Linked DNA regions of Mus musculus: region 2 is linked to region 1. The links are chromatin contacts, called in public HiChIP or PLAC-seq maps. All regions are on one chromosome and are shown on one strand. Each heading gives the region's core, a stretch centred on a gene start, on an enhancer-like site or on the middle of the called end of the contact. The rest is flanking DNA. Distances are from core to core; before and after follow the strand shown.

Evidence for each region. HiChIP or PLAC-seq counts read pairs in DNA pulled down with a chosen protein or histone mark.
Region 2: an HNF4G HiChIP or PLAC-seq map of pancreatic cancer cells shows a contact between it and region 1. The contact joins the promoter of 4930483J18Rik here to the enhancer-like site in region 1. A contact is called at or near these places in 1 of 39 promoter capture datasets (the C10 cell line), 3 of 15 datasets of contacts at CTCF or cohesin (CD8 T cells, the NIH/3T3 cell line and large pre-B cells), 28 of 484 Hi-C or Micro-C datasets (the AML12 cell line, B cells, the Ba/F3 cell line and 21 more), 18 of 115 datasets of contacts at active chromatin or transcription factors (the 230-238 cell line, CD8 T cells, DN3 thymocytes and 10 more) and 1 of 9 other capture datasets (embryonic stem cells).

Annotation. Positions count from the first base shown.
Region 1 is chr15:81,299,664-81,303,917 of GRCm38.p6, forward strand. No RefSeq gene overlaps it. Among named protein-coding and RNA genes, the nearest start is that of Gm52179, 41 kb to the left of the region's middle. Within about 2 kb of position 1,643, at least 181 of the 459 cell types and tissues checked have an H3K27ac peak or open chromatin away from gene starts, as enhancers often do. A contact at or near this core is called in the 230-238 cell line, the AML12 cell line, B cells and 19 more, where this site is marked.
Region 2 is chr15:81,187,885-81,192,280 of GRCm38.p6, forward strand. 4930483J18Rik (RIKEN cDNA 4930483J18 gene) reads left to right here and starts at 2,969. Exons shown (of 2, transcript NR_015603.1): 1 at 2,969-3,121; 2 at 3,933-4,396. It overlaps Mrtfa (myocardin related transcription factor A), which reads right to left and starts at 2,852. Exons shown (of 14, transcript NM_001082536.2): 1 at 2,623-2,852.

The sequences.
Region 1 (4,254 bases), core at 393-2,892:
TTATCTCCTGCTAGGAGGGTTCAAGGACAGAACTCATCAGGCTTGGTGGTGACAAGGGCCTCTACCCACTGAGCCACCTTGCTGGCCTGGATGTGTCAGTGTCTTGTAGTGACTCTGGCCATCGTCACAATGATGCTTTTGAGTCAGGCTCATCTTGCCTCAGATTTCCTACTGTTTCATGTTTTCTACTAGAAATCTATTTGAAAGGCCTCGTGACCTTTTCCCTTTTTATTTTAGTTTTGTTGAAAGAGGATTTTGTTATGTAGCCTGGAACTGAGTACATCGACCAGGCTGATCTTGTTTACAGTGATCCTCCTGCCTCTGCTCCCCAAGCCCTAGGAGTACCAGCATGCACCACCATTGACATCAGCCAGTTTCCCTTGACTTAGCATCGGCTTGCTACGTCTACCTTCATCTCCTCCTTTCGTCTTGTCTTCCCCAACATGTGAGTGCTGCTTTGATTTCTAATGCTGCTTTTGAGATTTGTTGGAACCACACAGCAAGTCAAGGTTGTGCCTGTTTTCCTCCACATAGTAGTGTGTGGCTCCACATAGTGTGGCTCCACATGGTGTGGCTCGTCCTTGCTGCCACACAGACTTGTGGTTTGCTCTCTTTCGTGGCTGCCTAGTGCTCCATTCTACAGATTAATGTGACAACTGCTGGTTATTCAATTATCAGATGATTATCTGGGTATAGGTGAGGTACAAGGGACTAAACAAGCCACCCAAAAAGAAAAAAAAAAAAAAACAACAATTTTACATAGATTATAGAGCTGCCTCCCACCAAACTCATTCATCCTGAACAGAGCTGAGCCTGAGATCTTAGCGGTACATACGCACCCAGATAGGTCTTGCAGAGTCCTTGCACTTTAGCCCAGGAGAATTCTTTCCTGTTTTGCTTTGTAGAAATATCTAAAGTTTTCTCTGGCAGCCTGATTCTCAGCAAATCACTGGAAGCCAAAGATGCTCTCAGATGCAGACACACGGACGGCAAGAAATATGTTAATAATTAACACCTAGGAAAATCATAACCCGTGTTTGCAAAAAAGGCAGATGCAGAAATGCAAGTCCAGACCATACTGCCCTGGGCAAGCCTGATCCCTTCCCAGTCTGGAGTGAGTCTCTTAAGGGACAAAGCAGCCAATTGTGGGTGACTGAGACAACTGTGGGTGGCTGCCTGTGGCAGCCAGCAGAGTCATGTGAGGACTATGTGCTAAAGCAACAACTTGCCAGGCTGTGGTGGTGCACACCTCTAATCCCAGCACTTGGGAGGTAAAAGCAAGCAGATCTCTGAGTTCAAGGCCAGCCTGGTTTACAGAGTGAGTTCCAAAACAGCTAGGGATACATAGAGAAACTTGACTTGAAAGGAAAAAAAAAAAAAAAAAGCAACAACTGAATTATATACACCTTATTATATTTACTGTGGCCAGGGATCATCCACATTTTGAGAATGATTTAATAAAATGGTTAAAAACAAAACAAAGTGGCAAGTTAGGACATCTTAGAGCAAGGCAGGGGGCTGGGAGATCTGTGGCTAGTCTTCCAATCAATGTGTGTTCCTGAGCATGGTGACAGGTCACCCATGGTGACTCAGAGCAGGCAAGCGCACAGTCCTGCAAAGGAACAACACGGAGGCTCTGGGAAACCCACAGCTAGCGTCACACTCGACAGTGCACGCTTTTGCCCGTAGTCAAGAACAAGACCAAACTGTGTGGTTTCATCACCTGTTTCCTGTTGTGCGTTGCCCTGGTGCTGTTTGTACTTTGATGCTAATTCTGCTTCCTCAAGAGGGACTGGCTCAAGGAGTGGATCACGCCCTCTGGTGATTTCAGGCAAACCTTCTGCCCATTTTATAAAGCAAATCAAGGCGAGAGCCTGTGATTGGGCAGTGGATGGGAAAGGTGGGGCTGGAGGTTTTAGAGAGGGAGAGAGAGAAAGGAGGAAGGGAAGATGAGGAGAGAGAGAAGAGAGAGGAGAGAGAGGAGGATAGAGGAAGAGAGGTGGAAGGAAGATGGAGCAGAACCACGTGGCCTACAGGAACGGAAAGTAGCAAAGGATTTCCCACCTGGGGCGTGAAGTAGTGTAGTGTTCAACTGTTGAAACGCCACCTATTCTCCACAAGGCTTTGCTTGACGCAGTTGCTTTTCTGCCTGCTTCAGCTTCTACATGGAGGGTGCCAGCAGTACATCATTCAAGTTAGACATTTTTATTAGCAGCCATAAAGGCCACAAAGAGGTGGACACTATGGGTGAGAGACAGGCTTTCACGTGTCAGTTTCAATTTCTGTTGCCATTGGGAGGTCCTGAGCCTACCTTCTGCTCAGGAAAGATTGTCAATCATAGATGGCAACTCAAAAAGTTTAGGCACACGCTTGGGGAAAGGAATAAAGAAGAGAATAGCATTTGAAGGAGGCACCACCTACTCTGTCCTTTGCTTCTGCTAGATACAAAGGATGCGAGCTCTCCTGTTCCAAGTTTAATCTACCGATCCTCTTTAGGCTGTTCATTAAATGTGAAAGTCCTTCTTTTCATGGAAGCAGATTTCACCGGGCACCTCTGGAGGCCACGAGCTATAATGAAGCCAGCACCCAACGTTAACTACAATGCCCTCTGGTGGCTTGAAGTATTTTCCTTAGTTACAACAGTAAAATTAAACAAAACAAAAGCTCAGAAAACAACCATAACCACCATAAAAGTCCCAGCACTCGGGCAGTTTTCCCTCTTAAAAGGAAGCTCTTCTATAAAGTCGGAAATCATAATTGTAAAACTCCTTAGTATGTATAACCTTCGTGACCACACATCTTTCTACACAGGCTCATTACCAAACACATGGATCAGAGATGAGTAGGTGAGAAAGAGGGGTTGAGACAGCTCAGTTAGAACGTTTGCCTGGCACACCCGAAGCCCTCTGTTCCCCAGCACCATGTAAACAAGGCGTAGGCGTGGTCATGGTCGACCCAACAGTAACTCCAGTACTTCAGAGGGTGAGGGAGGCGGAGCCAAAGTTCAAGGTTATTCTTGACTTTCTGTTGCCATGACAAAACACCATGACCAAGGCAACTTGGAAAAGAAGGGCTTTCGTTAGCCTTAATTCAGCCCTGGGGAGGGGATGGGGAGGGAATTGGAGTTCACCATGGCAGAGCAAAGGCACAGAGGGAGGGACAGATAAGAGCTCACATCTTGATCCAAGAGCAGGAGACAGGGAACATACTGAAAATGCGGAGACTTTTGAAACCTTGAAGCCTGGCCCCAGGGACTCCCTCCCTCCAACAAGGGCACACCTAATCCTTCCCAAACAGTTCCACCAACTGGAGACCAAGAATTCACGCCTGTGAGCCTATGGGAGACAGTCTCGGTCAGATCACCACAGTGAGTTTGAGGCTAGCCTGGGGCACCTGTGGAGAAGTTGGTGGTGGTGGGGCAGTATAATGAAGAATCCCAACAGGAAGAAATTGCAATCTAACAAAGTCACGTGACATGGGTAGTTGTGCAGACCGGTGGAAGCAAAGCTCAAAAGGCAGAAGTGTGGGAAGTACAGGGGCTTTGGGCTCTGCAGGATTCAGTAAAGACACACATAAGGTCCTGGGACACCAACGTAAGCAGGTGGTGCCTAATGAACGGTAGCTACTGTTATGACCTAGTTTAGTAGACAGACAGTCTCCAGTCTCAGCTACTCCCACTGGGTGAGAACTTTCAGCTACTGATCGTTGTAGCATTTATACCCTCTGCAGGATCGTTGGGGAGAGCAAAGCCACATAGTACACACAGCCCAGCCCTCAGTCCTGCACCTTTCTACCCATTCCTCTTACAGTGGGATTTCTCCTGCAGATCCGCAAGCAGACATGAAGAGAGGATGTCCACACTGCTCAGTGAGGGACACTGAATGCAAATGAGTCATCAGGGAAGTGGGAGGTGCAGGCCCAGGGCACCCCAGGCACGGGCTTCTGTCTTCTCTGCATTGTATGCTGCAGGCCAGTCCAGTTGACCTGGTGAGACCCTGTCTTAAAAACTACAAACCTCTGCCTGGCAGTGTGGCACATGCCTTTAATCCCAGCACTTGGGAGGTGGGGGCAGGTAGATTTCTGAGGCCAGCCTGGTCTATAGAGCAAGTTCCAGGATAGCTGGGGCTACACAGAGAGACCCTGTCTTGAAAAACAAAAATCAAAACTAAACAAAGCAAACCATAACAAAAACACAAAACCCCTACAACCCCCCTCACACCAGAATGGCCAGCCCGGCCAAGGACGATGGTTACA
Region 2 (4,396 bases), core at 1,719-4,218, 110 kb before region 1:
CTGGGGCAGGGGCAGGGGAAGATTTCCCTGAGTTCTAGGCTCCATGGTCACTTCCAAGTCAGCCTAGGTTGCAAGAGGGAAATCTGTCTCAAAAACCACAGGGCTGGTAGAGTGTTCTTGCAAACATGAAGCCATGTATTCAAACACCAGCCCGGGAAGGGGGCAAAAGAGCCTGAACCAATGCCTTTTACATAGTGGGCATCAAGGAATGCTATTAAACAGTAGTTCTTACCTTCCTAATGTTTTGGGCCTTTAGTTCTTCACATTGAGGTGACCCCAACCATAAAATTGTTTTTGTTGCTACTTCATAACTATGATTTTGCTACTGTTATGAATTGCAATGTAAATATTTTTGGAGGCAGTTTGCCGAAGGGGGGTGGCGGGTCATGACCCACAAGTTGAGAATCACTGTTATAGACTGTCCGGTTTCCTTCCTTTTGTCTGGCCCAAGCGCTCATAACTGTTTCTGGAATGTCAGGAAGCCAAGCTCATTTTCTTCCGTCTGGGATGGTCTTTATCTTGTTCAGTGGAATTAAGACACACCTCAAACGCCATCTCTCTTTAAGCTTTCCCACCAATTCAATTATCTTTTTTAAAGCTGTCTTGACATTCTCCTACAATTCTGGGTTTGCACTCAGACTTTATTTCACCTTACTCTAACCACCTGTCACTCACTCTTTCTGCCCCTCGAGACCAAGGACTGTATCTGACTCACCTTGATCTCAGCTCAGAAAAACACCTGGCACATTACATGCCTGGAACAAAAGGTCTGCTGAATGAATAAATGAAGTCATTACTTTAGAAGTGTCCATAATTACTACTGGGTGACCCAAACTTTATGGTTTTGCCCTTTATGGGCTAAGATCCTGTTTTATACTTTTCTGAATCCCGCCCTCGCAGCATTTGGCAGAGTATTAAGGACATGGAAAGTCTGCAGTAAATACTTTTGGATGATAGGAGACACCTCTCTCTCTCATGATTTAAAAACTTCCCCTAGTGAACGTGACTCTGGAAGGCCTTGTTAAAAAGGACACTTCTCAAAAATTCGGGCAAAGAACTGAACGAAATTCAAGCCCTGGACTACAGACATTTTTCTTTGGATCTCTCTCTGAAGAAAGCAGTAGCAGTCTGTGTCTTTCCAAGGCTCAGGCCTTTAATCCCAGCACTCAGAAACCAGAGGCACGCAGAACTCTGGATTCAAGGCCAGCCTGATCTACTTAGTAAGTTCCAGGCCAGCCACAGCTACACAGTGAGACTTTAAAAACAAAACAAAACAAAAAACAGCCAGCTATCAGGAAGCCCTCTGATTTGCTATGAAAGAAACAAACACCAGTAGATGAAACTCAGTTTAACTTTCAGCCAAGGGTTCCCCTCCCTACAGGGATGGGGCTGTGGGCCAGTTGGCTGTACCATTTTACCCCTGGAAGGCAGTTCATTTTCAACAATAAAACTTCATAAGTGGACTTTTTTTGGTGGAAGGGGCTTCTACAGTAAAGCCCTTAAGTTTGACTTCTTGAACATAAAGATCAGGCTACAGGCTTTGGCTTCAGATCTCGAAAACTTACAATTTGGGGACATTCCGGACACTTTATGGATTTTAAAACTATGTGAACCCATGAAGCATAGGTGTAATTTCATCATATTTAAGTAATGAAGTTCACATTCTTAGTCTTCACACACTTTATGCCAAAGTATTCGGGCAAGCAGTAAACTGACCACCAGTCTGTCCTTTGGTTCTGTCATCTAACAAAGAGAAATCCTGACAAAGACAAGCTATACTGTACTCACACACCTATCCAGCAGTTCTCAACATCAGGATACTCGTCTTTTCTTGGATCCCTTCCTTGTATGTGTTGAACACCATTCCAAGCGTTTTATTACGAATTCTTTCATTTACTGTCTGCATTCCAATGTAATAGGTATTGTTAGTTCCATTTTCCAGATAAGCAATCTAAACGTAGGTTTGATAATCTAACAGGGAAAGCTCCAGCACTAACCACTCTATAGTATTAGTGTTTTCTTATGGAGCGAGGAGGGCGGAAGTCATCAAAGGTACATAGACAAACAGTCACACACACATACACACACACACACACACACACACACACACACACACACACACACGCGAGACGGACACTTCTTTGGCGGTCAAGTTTCAAATCTGCGGAGCCCTGCAGACCTGGAGGCACCCATGCTGCTATATGGTCGTCAGGTCCAGGTGAACCTCCTTGCCACGAGAAGCCTGCGGATTGCACCTGGATCCTCCAGGTTTGCACAAGGGCCGGGAGAAAGCGCTCGACCGGTCGGTCCCAAGCAGATTACACACACTCGGGGAGCAGCCAGGGCGGGAACCTAGCTGCTCCCTAGCCAGCACAGCCCTGCAAGGCGGTGCACAGGTGCACGGTCGCACTCGACTGTCCTGTCGAGTGACCAGGGCTTTGAGACCCCAGCCCCTTGGGAAAGGGCGGGACTGGAGTGGAGGACTGCGGGAGGCAATCCCGGGCTCGGAGCCTACAGCGGCCGGCCGGTCCAGGGCACACGCGGAAGGGTCGAGGGGAGAAAGGATGCTCGAGCGGGGCGGGGCCGGTGGGGGAGGGGGACCCTGCCCGAACTCTCACTCACCGCCTCGTTCGCCTCCTGGCCCGGGCTCCGCGGCTCGCCCCACTCCGGTGCCAGCCGCTCACGTATCCTCCCGAGCCTCTAGTACCAGTCAGACTGCACCAAGTTAGGGAGAGGTCCGCGCAAGCCGAGGGAGCGTGGCGAGCGGGAACGAGGGGGTGGGGAGGGTGGGACGGTCGTTCTTGCCGCCGGGGACACCGCAGACACGACCGCCGCCGGCTCCACTCAGCCACGGAAGCTGCGGGCCCTCCCACCACTCCGGGTCCCGCCTCCGCACCCTCCCCCCTACCCGCCTGGGAGCGACAGCCGTATCGACCAATCAGAAACCTAGCGCCGTTAGGGCTAGCCCGATTTAGGGGGCGTTCGCCGAAGGAAGAGGAACGAGGGAGGCTAGTACGGCGGCGCGACTTCTGTGACTGACATCATAGCGCAGCCAATCGGTAACTGAGAGATGACTTCATCGCTGAAGGAAGTCTGGAACTGGCGGAGCGGCCGCCAAGAGGTGGGAGGAGGTCGGCGATGAGCCGGGGGGCGGAGTCTGGGTCTTAAAGAAACCGTAACACATCTGATCACCCTGTCAAAGGGTGACCGCGGAGCTAGCTACCTAGGGTTCGGTGCCCAGCCTGGAGGTTTAATGCAAAAATCCTGCAGTCTTCATCTTGGTCCTTCCTCCTGTCTTTGCTCCGCCGGGACTCCCAAGTCGATTATTTCACATTCGCATTTCCCGAAAGGACACAATAAATGCCGCTCTGGCCTGGAGCCCTGAACTCTGTCATGTCCCTGCCCTTCCGTGGCCAAGCGCTTTTTTTCTCTGAGTCGGTTCTCCTCCGGTAAAAGGACTGACACCTACCTGCCTAGACTGTTGAGATTATTTATCAACAGCGGAAGCGCTTGCAGCTGGAGGGAAAGAGTTGAATGAACCCAGATTTTATCCGGGGCCTCACTGCACTAAATGAATCTGGGCGGCTCTTCCAACTTTAAAATTCTAAACTGCTGGTGTGTAGCCTAAAAGTGTGTGTATGTCTGTGTGTGTGTGGGTGTGTGGGTGTATGTGTGGGAGAGAGAGAGAGAGCATAACTGCATAAATCCAACATTTAAAGAGACTTATCTACTAAAGCGGTGAGACTAGTTAAAGCCCACCCGGTCAAGTTGCTAAGAGCCACTATGGAGGCCCCTTTTCTGGAACACCACCCCTTCCCCCCAACAAAGGGGGAGAGCGCTGAAAAGGAGAAATAATTCGGACTTGGTGCCTTAGTGTTTCCGAAACACTTTCCCTTGGGAGATATAAACAACCGTCTATCTCCTCCTTTTAGGCCACCATCCACTGGATAAACTGAAGTATGATTGCCCCAGAGTCCAACGTGGAAAACCAGTGAGTTTATTGGGCTTGCTAAGAAATCATGGCTGGCCCCCAAAGCAGCGAGACCACCAAAAAGTTGCACCCCAGCATGGATGATGATGTCCCCATAGCTGCGTAGATGACATACACAGTTCAGTTAAACTTCCATAATCTACACAACTCTAGCCAAGTCACAAGACCTCAAGCAGCTAGGGCAAAATTGAGGACTTGAGAGATTCCTCTCCCCAATGAGCGGGGGGATGTTGGAGGAGGTAACTGGGATCCAGCAAGGATTCAGAGAAGCCCCCCCTAAGTCCTTCCGTCAATGCAGGAACATCTACAGTCAACAAGCCCAGTCTTGAGGGGCTCTTGCAAGATAGCTGTGCTTTTGCAAGGACAGAGCTGCTGGACACAAGGAAAAAGAAAGAAGGTTCTGGA